2 separate regions of the Danio rerio genome follow, and region 2 is linked to region 1. The links are chromatin contacts, called in public Hi-C maps. All regions are on one chromosome and are shown on one strand. The core of a region is the stretch at or near the end of the contact, and the rest is flanking DNA. Distances in the headings are between cores, read along the strand shown.

Region 1 (7,762 bases), core at 1,739-4,238:
AAGCTTTTAAAAATGTTGCATAATTTATAATCCACATCTTGACTCACGTCAAAGATCATTTAAGGCCACAAAGTCTGAAATTCTCTGTTAAGGCTTAGACAAACACATCTTGGATTGTAATGTTCAGTGTATCTCCCTCTAGTGGTTTGTCATGTGAACTGACCTGAATGATTCAGCCGTTATTATCATTACCGTAAATATTCCCAGAGTGTTTGTGTTTATTGGAGTGGCTCACCTTAGCCAGCACATTTATGTACTTCTTCAGTGCAATCAGATCGTCTCCGCTGATGCTGGTGTGACTAGATAACTCCACACGCAGAGAGTAATGAAGCGCTGACTCCAGATCAGACATATACACACGCGACCTGTATCCATAAACACAAGCTCCATGTAGGGTTATTACTGACATTCGGTGCACCATTTAAATCAAAAAGGCCAAATGACATAATAAAGTATTGTTAAATATAGGGAAGCTTGTTTCCACCACAAAATAAAAAATAAAGAAACATTTAAATAAACTAAACCAATTTTTTTTATATCTACTGTTTATATTTTTCCTCAGAATTTTGATTGTGTAATTCAGATTTTTTCATGTGCCACTGTAAAGTTTTTTTTCTACAGATTTCTAAGTTTACACCAAGTCTGACTTTTCAGACTCTTCAGACTGCAAGGTCTGCAAAAATGACTTTTCCCTTTTCACACTTTTGACTTCTCACTCAGAATTTGAAAATTTCACAATTCAGGTCTTTTCCCCAGAAAAATTCATTTCCATCTCATAATTTAAATTCTTTTCTGCATTTCTATTTTACTTGTACCCTTAAATTCAGATTTTCCATCTCACAATTCAGACTTTAGGCGGCGCAGTGGGTAGCGCTGTCACCTCATAACAAGAAGGTCGCTGGTTTGAGTCCCGGCTGGGTCAGTTGGCATTTCTGTGTGGAGTTTGCATGTTCTCCCCATGTTGGCATGGGTTTCCTCAGGGTGTGGAGGAATGCGCTATAGGTGAATCGGGTAAGCTAAATTGTCTGGCAGTTCATTCCGGTGTGGCGACCCCAAATTAATAAAGGGAATAAGCAGAAAATAAAATGAATGAATAAATGAATGAATGAATGAATGAATTAATTAATTGATTTATTTAAAAAAATTAAGATTTTTCCCATATTTCTGAGATTTCTGAGTGGAGCTGTGGATTTGTTCTTCAGTGTTTGGACTTTCCACAGTGAAAATAAACCACACTTAACCTAAACTAAACTGAACTTCATCTCTAAAATCTGTATTTTACTAGAACTGTGTTAAGTGACACAATCTACATTGTGAAAGCGCTATAGAAATAAACATGAATTGAATTAAAAATCTTGCAATTATTTTTTTCAGAAAAAAAAGCCAGATTCTAATCACATAACTGATTACATCACATAACACATAACTGAATTTATCCCCCACAAATCAAAACTGTAAAACTCTAACTCCAACCCCAAACTGGAAAAAATAAAGAAAGAATCATGAGAAACAAACTTTCATGCAGAATGCTTTAACGATATTCTATCACTATTGTAGAAAACCATACATTATAGAACTTGTAAATGATACTTTGACTGATAAAAGTTTAAGTATTCAAAATATTAAAAGTTCAAAATATTTCAAAGACCGATTCTTTTAATTTTTAGCTTCTTACAATTACAGTTTAATATTTAGCATCCTATAACATTTGTGCATTTATCCAGACACTATAAATAATTGTTGTATTTAAGTTAAGCACTAATATCAGAGCTGTCAAACAATTTATCATATCCAAAATTAAAGTTTGCATTTAAATAAATGTGTGTGTAGTCACTGTGTATAAATAATGTGTATATATAATTAAAACTATTTATTAAAAAAAAAAATATATATATATATATATATATATATATATATATATATATATATATATATATATATATATATATATATATATATATATATATATACACACACACACATATATATACATATATATATATACACATATATATATATATATATATATATATATACACACATATATATATATACATATATATATGTGTGTATATATATATATATATGTATATATATGTGTGTGTGTGTATATATATATATATATACATATATATATATATATATATATATATATATATATATATATATATATATATATATATATATATATATATATATATACATACACACACACATATATATACATATATATATATACACATATATATATATATATATATATATATATACACACATATATATATATACATATATATATGTGTGTATATATATATATATATGTATATATATATATATATGTATATATATGTGTGTGTGTATATATATATATATATATACATATATATATATATATATATATATATATACATACACACACACACATATACATATATATATATATATACATATATATATATATATATATATATACATACACACACACACATATACATATATATATATATATATATATATATATATATATATATATATATATATATATATATATATATATATATATATATATATATATATGTATATATATATATATATATATATATATATATATATATATATATATATATATATAAAACTTTGTATTAGACATAAATATTTAAATTATAAATAAAAACAAGCCTTTTCTCAAATATATACATGTATTTATACATATACAATATAAATATCTACAGTACATACATACTTACAATGTAAATAAATTTTTTTATGTGATTAATCACAATTAATCTACTGACAGCAATAAGTAATATGTAAAGCATGTCTAAAAATTAAAAAATATTATTATTGGTTGATAAAGTATGCACTAACTTGTTAAATGGCCTCCATTCCTGCAGAGTGGAGTTCTTGATGAGTTCAGTGATGGGAGTTTGGTGTTTTCCAGTCCGCACTACTCCTGGCAGCCTCTGGAGGGCGTACGAGTAGAAGGTTCGAGCTTCTTTGAGTCTGAAAAAGAAAAAAAAGAAAGAATAAGGGCCACATAACCACTAACACGACCTCAAGTATGTGAAAACAAGTATGTGGAGTGGATGTCAGTGGTTGCCAGACTCCAAATAAGCTCAGAGTCCATGTTTATAGAGCTGCTGCTTGCTGAATCAGCTCAGTTTGGGACAGGGATTAAGAGGAGTTAAAGGTTAAGGCTAGAGCCAGAGGCAGTCATTCTATGTGCAAATATATACTACACTGTTATACAGTATGCAAAATGCAGTTCATCAAATGAGTAGAGCTTGCACTCTTAAAACATCGGGTGAAAAATGAACTAGTGCATCAGATGTGACAGCGATTATCATAATAGATTTCAAATTTGGCATTACTTTATTACAATTTTATAAACAAATAATCAAAGACACATGCTCAACAACACTAAAGGCTATTTGCTTGGCAAGAAACAGCTCCTAAAGTACTGTACAAAACAATATATAAATCATTCAATCAGATTTAGTTGAAATTTTAAAATGTCTCCATTTTAATAGACCCAGATTTTTTTTTGTAAAACAAGCTTAATAGACAAATAGAGTGGCAAGGTGATTCTTACAGTGTATATTTTCTGCTAAATCACATACTTAAATTTACACAATAAAAAAAAAGTATTTTTATAGGTTTGTTCACTTTATTTGATCAAAAATACAGCAAAAACTATTTTTGTAATTTTTTTTAAAAATATAAACAACATTTTGTGGTATATTATTTCAATTAAAATACACACCCTTGCTGAATGAAAGTATTGATTTTTAAAAATTGGGATTACAGTAGGGCTAGGCTATTAATCGAATAGTAATCAAAATCATCATTGCGAACCAATAATCGATCAAATTTTTCCAATTACTTACCTGACCTCATGTGGAGTCACGTGACCCTGCTCTGTTTGTTACTATTGTGTTACTATGCACCACAATGACGATGGTTGGAAGCTGTGCCACAGATTCCATGAGACGACATATTTTCCATTACATCAAAATTATTATTTAAATTAAAATATTTGTTTACAGAAGATGCAAGAAATGCACCATTTAAATTATTATTTACAGGATATGCAAGAGTTATTTAGAAGAGATACTGCTTGTTTTCTATTATTTAAAATCAAAAACATTGAAAATAATTGCTTTTATTTTCAAAAGCACAAGTTATTCATTTTTTCTTTTTTATAAAAAACAGTGACTGTTCATTTTAGCCAGTGTGTGTTTAATTTCAGATGTTTTACTGTGATGTTCAATAAATAATCAAAGATAGTAGATAGTGTGTGTTTTCTTTAATTATTTTAAAATCAAGTAATGCACCCTTCATTTAGAAATCTCTGTCTTGTAATATGTGAGCACATTTACTGTACAAAACCTGAGGGCAAAAAATAAATAAATGAAATAACCGTTCATTAATCTTAATCGAGTTAAAATGTTCAATAATTCAAGATTTTGATTTTAGGCCAAATCGCCCAGCACATTAGTGAACTACATTACAGATAAGATTCAAAAATCTTTAGTTTTTATTAATAATGTTACCATGAATTTAAACATTAAAAACACCTCTTTATTTTAATAATATATGAGACAATACTATTTAACAGAACTGGGATGAGACGAACATCTGTATATTTATTATAACAAACAAATATTAATCAATATTAACAAATAATTTGCTCTTTAATTGCTATTGATTATATAAACTAGTGCTGGACAAAGATTATTCGCATTCAAAATAATAATAATCATATATATAGTTTAAAACATTAAACGGTGCCTTTAATTTAGAAATAAAACCTTGTGTTGAATTAGCTATTTGTGGTGTACCAGAGCACAAAATATCATTGACAAACAAAGAAAAAAATGTTATCGCCTTTGCTACTTTGTTAGCAAAGAGAAGAATACTAATTGAGTAGAAATCAGCAGCTTTATCTAAAGCTTCAATGTGAATGTGTGATCTGATTTTATATTTGAAATGAGAGAAAATTTCATTTTTAATGAAAGAATCTGTCCAAAAAAAAATGTACGAGACATGACAACCTATTATCACATTTTTTGAAAAAAAAAATAATGAAGACTCCCTTTTAACGGATTTATATAAAGAAATCTGTTCAAACAGGTTTAAATGTGATGACCAATATGGTTTGGTTTATTGATTAGGTAATTATTTATTTGAATTATTTTCACAATTGATATTGTATAACTGTAAATGTATACAATACTGTAAAGTTTATTTTTAATTTATAATTTTTAATTTTTGAATTCACACACACACACACACACACACGCACACGCACACGCACACGCACACGCACACGCACACGCACACGCACACGCACACGCACACAAAGCAAGATATAAATATATAAACAATTTTGCTACATAGATATTAAAATTTGTATCATATGCACATATATTTTACATGTAAATATAAAGAAAAGCATTTTGTCTAATAAACATGCATGCCTGTGTGTAAAATGTATGTTTATATAGTTATATTGATGTTTATATAATAAACATACACAGTACACACACTTTAATTATGTCAAAACAAACTTTGGATGTGATTAATCTTTGTCCAGCGCTAGTATTAATCATTGTTAACTGATGAACAAATGAACTTTATCTTACTATTTGTTTTTAAACACTCCTACTAGTCAACTTCTATTTTACGTTTTAATAAGTGACTGTAGATGACTGAGACAAAACGAAGAAAAAAAAATGACATCGTAATTAAAACCCTTCTAAAGAATTCTTGAAAATAATATTTAATACAATAATAGTCACGTCTTCCTCCTCAAAAAACTGAAATATGCCTAGGAATGCAGTGTGGCTGATAAGTATGCTTACTCCTACATCTCTCTTCTGCTGTTTTCCACCATCATCCATTAACCTCTCTCTCTCTCTCTCTCTCTCTCTCTCTCTCTCTCTCTCTCCTCAGATGAACAGATGGTAGGTGTGTCACACTGATGAGATGTCATTACTGATCATTACCCTCTCCGATAACCCTGGCAATCAAACAATAAACACCACTGCGCCTTTCTGAGTCTCCAGCACATGCAGACACACAGTCTCTCATCTACCCAAGCTTCAATCAACCCTCTTCAGAGACACACGACCAAGCCGGATGTCCCTTGGGTCTGATGGCACGCTTCTGAAACCAGGAGATCCAAAAGATAGCGAGCGCGTGTTTATTTTTATTTTTTGTGTGTGCATGCAACACAAGATCAATCACGCATTCAGACCTGACGGCGCGCCATCTGTTGCTCTGCAGTGCTGGGACTGTTTGGCAGGTGAAGCGCAGAAAAAAAGCACTATTGTTTTGGAGTAGAAGATTAAAACCCCCCTTAACACACACGCGTGCACTATCGAGGAGGATAGAAACAACATAAAACGACCATAAATCATTGCTCTTTAGCATTTGTCATCTAAAAAGCCCCACACCCGTGCCAAGTTATTTTTCTCAAATAAGCATAACAAAAGCAAGCAAACCTCTGATTTATGCTCCCGGTTAGAAATGATTATGAAAGCTCTGTGATCTTGAATAATTGTGCATATTCAAATGCTGTTGTCTCATTAACGTGGCCAGATGTTTCTACTGCAGTTGCTAATCATTGTAAAAGTGAAAAGAAGGAATCAGGTAAATGGTAAATGCTTTTATTATCGAACAGCGTAAAGCTCTCGCTCATGTTAATGTACTCTGAAAGAGAGATTGAAGGGGAAGCATGTTATTTTGGAGCCTCCAGTGTTCTGATTTTATTTATTTTTTTCAATTGTTTTGATCAAAAGCAGGACAAAATCAAGATGTCAGGCTTCTAAAAAAGTCCTTGCACATCTCGCCTCAAAAAGGCACAATCTGATGTAAAATTTTGTTCCATAAGATAACAGGGTTTCTGTAGGTTTCAACAAGTTAAATTTAAGACTTAAAGATGTTTTTAAGACCATTGTGAATGAAATTTTTGATTTATACAGGGCTAAATGCTTAGGATTTTTTTATATCCCAGTTGGAAAAGATTTTTACTTGCCCTATCAAAAAATCATTATAATATAATACATTTATTAATACAATAATAACAATAATTTAATAATAAACAATATCCAGGTCAGTATCCTTAGCAGTAAATAAATGGAGAACGTTTAAACAAATGTTACTGTAAGGAAAGTAATATGGTAAATAGAGTCAAAAATTTATTGAGATGGATTGTAGGTGATTGTACGAGTGGTAATGGACAGATTGAGCAGCTATATATATATATATACATACATATATACACACACATATATATATATATATATATATACACACACACATATATATATATATATATATATATATATATATATATATATATATATATATATATACACACACACATATATATATATATATATATATATATATATATATATATATATATATATATATATACACACACACACACACACACACACACACACATATATATATATATATATATATATATATATATATATATATATATATATATATATAAATATATATAAATATATATATATATATATATATATATATATATATATACATATACATATATATATATATATATTTATATATATATATATATATATATATATATATATACATATACATATACATATACATGTATATATATACATATACATGTATATATATTCTCACACACACGTCAGATTTTTCCAATATCGCGCAACGCTTATATAAATCATTCAATTTAAGTTTGTAGAAATTT
Region 2 (7,762 bases), core at 3,151-5,650, 48 kb after region 1:
TACCAGGTGTCCTCCTTTCCGTTTGACCAGAATGAGGTGGACTCAATTGGGTACTACTACTGCCACCCCCACTTTAAAACAGACAGAAATGAGCATTAACAGACTGTTCTATAAGACCAATTATTTATAATCTGTAAATGAAAGAAATCAGCTAAAATGAAATGTGTTACCTGATGGTGGGTCTTCTGGAAGGGATGGACTCTGAGAGGCTGTCTGGTGGCGTCTCGACCTCTGATGGACTCTGATGTCTCTCAGGAGACATTTCGCTTTTCCAACTACTGGAGAAGATCCAAAACAGTAACATTACTGATGTATATATTGCATTCACTACTATGACAAATTAGAAAAAACATTTCACTTTAGTAAATGCAAGGCACGGTTTAAAGGATAGTTCATCCAAAAACAAAAATTTTGTCATGAGCTACTCATCTCTAAATAATTCCTCATCAGTACTTTCCCATTTGTAAGCTTTCACAATGATTGGAATGACATATAATAATGGCAGATATTCATTTACTTATGAGGTAATCCTTTATTGAAGCCTATCTGGCTCATAAGCTAAAGCAAGCATGAAATAGGAGGGTAAACAACTATGAAGAATATCTGTCTCAGAGGTGAGATGATACCTGTCTGTGTGGGTTTGTGTCTGGTGCGGTTTTGAACTGCGGCTGTGCTGTCTCTGCTGGTCATGCAGGGCTGTAATGGAGGGTCCAGGAACACTTAGTGCTCCTACAATCTGTGAACGCGCCAGCTCAGTCATCTACGGGGAGAGGGGGGGGGGGGGGGGGGGTGTAGAGACAGAGAGAGAGAGAATTAACAAAACGTATAATCCTTGAAAAAGTGTAATTTACACTGAGCAAATAAGCATGTAATCTTGTTTCTAAAATGTAGTTTTTTTTTCTACAATAAAGAACCCAAGAGTTTGTAACTACACATTACTTTCATTTATTTTATTTAAAGTTTTAGTTGATTTTTTTTTGTTTTGTTTCTAGTTTGTAATTTAAGTAACTTCAGCTAAATTCACTTGGTTGTCAAGAACACATTTGTTAATTTCATTCAAAGCTTTTTTTAAACATACATTTTATTCAGCCTAAAAAAATTAATACAAATGTTTTAAGAGTAATAACGTCTCACTTCTTTAATGTGTCGTGCTGTTTCAGCTGTGTGTCGTGCGGCCTCAGCCTGCTGGTTGATCATCTTGTTTGTGGCCTCATGCAAACCTCCTAACGCCTGCTGTTGAGACTGAAGCAAACTCTCCTGCAGCTCTGCATGAACCTTGAATCAACCAAATATCATTAAATTTAATCATTTAACTTCAAGTTTAACTAAAAAATCCTGCAGATCTTTCTTTTTGTAACAAATAAACTTCTTGAACAAAGTTTCAAATGTATCCCAGGATGTACTTTACAAAGTTAAACAAACAGGCTTCATACTAAACAAACCAAAGTCTGACATCAAACTGACTTGATTAGTCACCAAAAGGTTTTTAAATATTAAAGGGACAGTTCATCCAAAATGAAAACTGTCATCATTTACTCTTCATTCACTTGTTCCAAATCTGTTTGAGTTTCTTTCTTCTGTTAAACAAAAAATAAGATATTTTGAAGAAAGCTAAAAGCCTGTAACCACTGACATCGATACTATTTGTTTTTCCTACTATGGATGTCAATGGTTACAAATGTTTATCTTTATTCAAAATATCTTCTTTTGTGTTCAACAGATTTATAACGACTTGAAGATTAGTAAAAAATTAGTGAATGTTCATTTTTGGGTGAACTCTCCCTTCAACACTCTGGTATAATTACCCGTGCAGCCTTCTGTCTGCTTTCTTCCAGCTGCATCTGTGTTTCAAGGGCTTCCTGCTCTGCCTTCATCCTCAGCAGGTACAGGTCACGCTCATGCCTCTGCTGTTGGGACTAAAAGAGTCAAAGGTTAAAAGATCACTCTTAAATCACTCGACCAGAAGGTCACAGTAAATGAGATAATTGCTTAAGCAGGTGCAGAGCTTCACCTTCAGAATCTGTGCAAGTGAGACGGTTTCTTGCTGAGCGAGAGACACTCCTCTCACTCTCTCCACATCACCGAGCTGTCGTACCGACTCCTCCACTGCATCCAGGTAGTTGAGCTCAGCAGACAGGCGCTGATGCAAGACCCCAGGAGCAAACTTGAGCTCTGCTGAAGCGGAGGAGACATTGCAGAGTAAACCAAATCCATTCCTCAAATGCATATCTGCATTTTCGGTGTAGAGTTTACCTGTAGTTCTGTGCTCTGTTCTTCCTGGGCTTTGAGTATGTGGCGAGGGGTTGGATTTAGCCCGGACTGCTGAAGAGGAAGATGAGGAGGAACTGGGTAGAGCTGCGTGAGGGGAACCTGACCCTTGGACAGACCCTTTAGATGGGATACAGTCACCTGGAGACAACCGAGAAGAACCAGAGCTGGCTGGAGAAGCAGCAGCAGGAGTCGCCAGAGCGCTTCGGGGAGACTTCTTTCCCTCAGAGCCAAAAAGACTAATGAAAGAACATATGGTGCAAATAATCAATAATAGTACTGATACTAATACAAACTCAGAAATTAAGGTACATAATCACTGGGGTGTTACCTTTTTAATTGGTACACTTTTGTACCATACATGTGAATATTATGGCCCGTTTCGACTGAGTGTTACGGTACGGTACGGTTCCCTTTTAAGGCTGTTTCCACTGTCACCTAAAAGCAAACCGTACCACTTTTTGGGTACCCTTTGCAAAGGCTCAAACAAACCTTGTTGTCGTCTTGATGAACAGCCACAAAGCCAAAAATAAGAGCAGAATCTACCCTGTGCCCCGTAGTTTTTTTTACAAGGCCATCTAAAGTGTGTGCAGGTTCACTTTCTTGCTTGACCTGACCACGTGTCTAAATTTTCAAACAGCGAACTTGCTGAGCTAATGATAATAAAGTGCAAGTGATTATTGAAGTGCTTCTGACACCCAATCCTTTAAAAAATGGACAAACGCGAGAGAGAAGCCTGAAAAAACAAAAGAGAAGCCCGACAAAAAAAGGAGCAAATGATAGTTTCAGCATGAACAAACTGCCATGTTTAACTATTATCATCACCTTTTGGACTAATATAAACTCGGAATGACGGATTTACTTTCTAACAAGAGGTTACATATGCTAGCGATGACTAAAGATACAGATGAGAGGTTTGAGCTGACTGTGGGCTATATGTTGCATGTTGTTTTAGAACCCAAATAAGGACTAAATGTATGCTGTGTGTAGTTTTTCTGTAGTTGATAACATATCAGAGACTGTAAGGGGCTGTATGTGTTTTTATATTTTGCATTAATTAATTAATTAATTTATTTATTGTATACAATTGCAAAGGTTACAGTAGGCTATTTCGTTAAACTGCAGTACTAATTAAATCATGTTCATAGAAAGATTAGTAATGAACATTTATACACCAGTATTTGTGTATAAAGCATCGGTTTTGTGAGAAGTGCTTCTCATATGATATGTAAACGACCTGTAACATTACAACTTTACTTTGACATTTCCTTGAGCGAGAATAACGTTGACTGAAACTTTCTGTCATACACCACACCCACCAAAAGAGTACCATTGGTACCCTTTTAGCAGTGGAAATGCAAGCCTGATGAATGTGACACGTACTGTACCACTCAGTGGAACAGGCCATTAGTAGCTTTAGGGTACACTTTTGTTCCCTTAATGTACTATGAGGTACACATTTGTACTTTTTAAGTATTAATATTTACCATTAAGGACCTGTTATGAACAAAAATCTACCTTTTGAAAAGCTACTGGCCCAGAGACAGATTTTGTACCTTTATTTCTGAAAGTGTATGAATTAAGTTTTGTATGATTAGATCTTTTAATATTAAATAATGAGAATAGGAAATATAATTTTTTTTTAAATAAAATATTATATGGTATGGTATATAATATCTTAATAAATACATTTTATACAGGTTTTCAAAAAGCAAAAGTTAAATTGGAAAAACTGTTATCAATAAATAACTGTATAATTAAATTAGCATTTTTTTTTAAATAATTATTTAACAATTGACTTAAAAAAAAAAAAAATAAAAAATAAAAAAAGGTTAACTCTTGGGTGTAACAGTGCACAAAACAAACTTTACCAGTCCACTTTCTTAATAATAAAGAATTTGCCCTACGGTGGAAGAAAACTATGTGTACCGATGACAGGGGTGACCCATAAACTAATATTGATCCAATTAAAATCCTCTGCTACTGTATAAAATCATCCAGAGACCACATCTCTGAAGGATACGGCTCTCAGAATGCTGAAAAGGCAGGAAGGCATGATGGGAATCTGACTCACAGGCTTCAACAAATGCCACAGGGAGGCTCGAATGTCACACTAGAGGGAAATATCTCCTTGGCAATGAGCCTGGCCAGCAGCGCAGATAGTTGACTAAACAAAAGAGTCAGTGTGTGTGCGCATTGCCTCCCACCTCGTTTTCAGAAGGGCCCTTCACCTGACATATAGCAGCACTAATATTGACACTGGCTCCTCTGGGCTCCGATAATTATGATAAACGGGAACAGCAAGGATGTTGCTTTTAAGGATATTTCCGGACTGTGCTTATAATGTTTAAGTTCACGTCCGGTAACTGGTGGACTAGCAGAATGGCATGAATCTACAATTCTGCCAAGTTTCAAAAAATTAGCATGAGGGTACACATGGCAGTCAGAGTAAATGTTTTTATTCACCTTATGTTGACCGAAAGGCATACGTTTTAAAGGTATATCTGTGTTATATATGTGTTTAACCGTCTGTACCTGTGGATGGAGTGTATAGAGATGCCCCCCAGAGTGCTGTCTGTGTCCACGCTCCTGTGAGAGCTGCGACTGGATGCTTTCTCTGAGCCGCTCTTCTTAAAACCTTCAGCAGGGAGATCTGAAATTGCGGAAAATGTGTTTCTTTGTCCTTCTTGCAAGCTCCTTTCTGAAGCTGAAGGAATGTACACGAAGATAAAATTAAATCATGACACAACAAACTAAATACTAGTAATTCTGATAGCCCTATAGGAAGATTTTACACACTAAATGACACTCAGGATAAAAAAGTAGCCCTCTAGGATATGTCTGACCTCTCTTGCTACTTGAGCTGGCTGAGTGTGGAGAGGAGAGAGGTGTGAGAGCTGGTGAACGCTGAGCTCTGTTGCTGTATGCAGATCTGCCACTTAACACATCGTCTGGAGGACTGAAATGACCAAGGCCATTACTGTGGAGAGAAGGCATTCATTTGTTTGTTTTTATTGGCATACCAGCATGTACAGCTGTTTTCACAGTAAAATCTGTGTATGTTTGAATAAACTAATAACATGGAGTAGCAATGAAATAACAACTAACTCACATCATTATAAACTTTACATAAGTAAAAACAGCAGAAACGACAAGCAAGCTAAAACCTTGTCTAGTGGTTTTCATAATGATACATTTTTACAGTAAAGGACATCATCTTTACTGACATCATTATCTCTCAGTAAATATCTGGAATGACCAGCTTGGCAAAAGTAAGTAGTAGAGTTTACATTCATCTTATATACTGCACATACACATGCTATCTATTATTTTTCTGCATGGAAAACATGAAATAGAAAGGATGATGTGACGATAGTCCAACACTGCCCTCTTCAGGCTGATTACTACAATTTGTGCTAAATTAAATCTGTTCTTCCTCTTTATAAGCAATCTCAATTTATAATTTAGGGATTTATTGAGAATTAAAAAAAACAATGTTTACCTGAGCCCATTGGGGCTTCTCTTGGATGCTGATTGGCTACTTGCACGTGAAGAAATGAAGTCATCTTCATAAACGATTCCATCCAATGAGCTGGCACCAGACAAAACAGAGCGGACAGCTGGAGAACTCTTACCACCCCTTTCTTCAAATGCTAAAGCAACAAATAAATGCAATGAAAATATTTAGCAATAAAATTGTACTTATTATATAATTGGCAAAATATTTATGCAAAACGAACACTGAAAATGCAGATTTTTTCCATCATAGGAAAAATTTACATGTACCATACATCTACAATATAGGGTACCTTACATGAAATCAATATATACTGCACGATATTAGAATTTTTAAAAAGATTTTTGATAAATATTTTGTTTTGCTGCAATATGAATATAACATCAGATGATTTGAATAGCTCAATTTGGAAAGATTTTATGAATTTAGTTCGACTTTTTATATGCAGTGCATCTGTACAAAATATCAAATTATTCAAATTACAAGCACATATAAATGCGACAGAGAAAAAATAAAAAGTTCAATAAACAGCACTTTATGGTTTTCTGGGGAGTTAAACCATATTCATATAGAAATTGAACAATCCAATTTAAAATAACATGATTAGCATTGTATCAATAATTGTATTTAATAATATAAAAATAATATTTATTAATATTTTTTAATCTTTAATAATTACTCTAATCCTGCAATGCAACTATTGCAGAAACACACATTGCAATATCGATGCTCAAATAGTAAAATAGTAATGCTCAAATAGTAAATTATTCAACCCTAATACATAACACACATTCGAAATTATATTAAGAAACCATAACCTAAACTGAAAACTCTGTCAATAGAAAACAGCATTCAAATCTCACCTCAAACAACGCTTTTGGTGCGTTCGTGCTTAAACTCTCACAATAATTTTCAGCTGCAAGCAGCAGTTTGCAATCTTATAACATAGTGAAATTATGCTGCAATTATTGTTGTCATAGTCACTATTATTTGTAGATAAAAGTATCATAGAACATGAATATACCTAACTGTCAAATATTTTTGGTTGCATCAATTTAAAAAAGGAATGTAGGTTAGTGCTTTTTATATAGTTCAAAACAAAAATGACAATACAAAAATTTAGCTTTTTTCCTGTAATTTAAAAAATGGGTAGATCTTGCCTTTCAGCAAAAAGTTTGGCATTTTTGGCTAAAAAAGTTTGGTAACCACTTAGTTAAACGGTTAATATGTCACAAACATCCCTTGTTTAAACCAATCAGAGAAAGTGAAGGGCGGTAGAAAGTCCCCTTGTTAAAGAGATATGCAGCTTTAAGCTGACGAGATTATTAATTAATAATTTATATTTCAATATTACCTATATGGATGTCCTTTTTTTCTTTTAAAGTGAACTTGTAAAACTGCGGTGTTAAACGCGATGCAGTCGAAAATTTTGGTGTACCTAACTTCTGTTCTGTTGCACATTTGAAAAAAAATGTTGGCCCACCAGTGCAAAAACTTAGTCTACCGCTCTGTAATATTATAAACAAACTCTTTCCAAAAACGTTGTTCATTGCTAAAATCCTTAACTAATAAATACTAGCTAAAATATAAGCTGGCAAAAACACATTTATTACATTAAATATGATTGAATACAAGTTTTTGAGATTCTCACCTTTCCCATAACCCATGTTCTTTGTAAATATATTAATAACACTGTGGGGGCTTCCCTTGGCCAGTTCTTCCCATGGTCCATTGCTTCCTCCTTGTACAAGACTTAGGGAACTAAAGGGTGGCTGCTTCTCTGCCTCTATCTGAAAGCGTGAAATGGGGTTTAAACTTTCTCCATTCATATAGCCTCCATTAAATCCTGCAGTTGTCAATCTGGATCTGGGCAGCTCCTGCATGTCATCATCAGATATACAGCCCTCGCTCAGCAGAGGACCTTCGCTGATAGAACCACCACTGGAGTCTAGTTCAACTTCCTCAACAACAGGCTTT

The links. A called contact is a pair of places that touch in the nucleus more often than the background predicts.
Region 2: a contact with region 1 is called in a Hi-C map of an unstated tissue, with 2.3 times the contacts expected there. The contact joins two enhancer-like sites. A contact is called at or near these places in 2 of 18 Hi-C or Micro-C datasets (caudal fin and an unstated tissue).

The regions. Positions count from the first base shown.
Region 1 is chr8:16,298,218-16,305,979 of GRCz12tu, forward strand. It overlaps qsox1 (quiescin Q6 sulfhydryl oxidase 1), which reads right to left. Exons shown (of 12, transcript NM_001128364.1): 7 at 2,869-3,003; 8 at 236-365. Among named protein-coding and RNA genes, the nearest start is that of qsox1, 17 kb to the right of the region's middle. Within about 2 kb of position 2,989, at least 7 of the 62 cell types and tissues checked have an H3K27ac peak or open chromatin away from gene starts, as enhancers often do.
Region 2 is chr8:16,344,526-16,352,287 of GRCz12tu, forward strand. It overlaps cep350 (centrosomal protein 350), which reads right to left. Exons shown (of 39, transcript XM_073910149.1): 13 at 7,437-7,762; 14 at 5,771-5,921; 15 at 5,115-5,248; 16 at 4,804-4,975; 17 at 2,254-2,507; 18 at 2,012-2,172; 19 at 1,806-1,916; 20 at 1,135-1,275; 21 at 627-760; 22 at 171-275; 23 at 1-71. Among named protein-coding and RNA genes, the nearest start is that of cep350, 25 kb to the right of the region's middle. Within about 2 kb of position 4,401, at least 9 of the 62 cell types and tissues checked have an H3K27ac peak or open chromatin away from gene starts, as enhancers often do.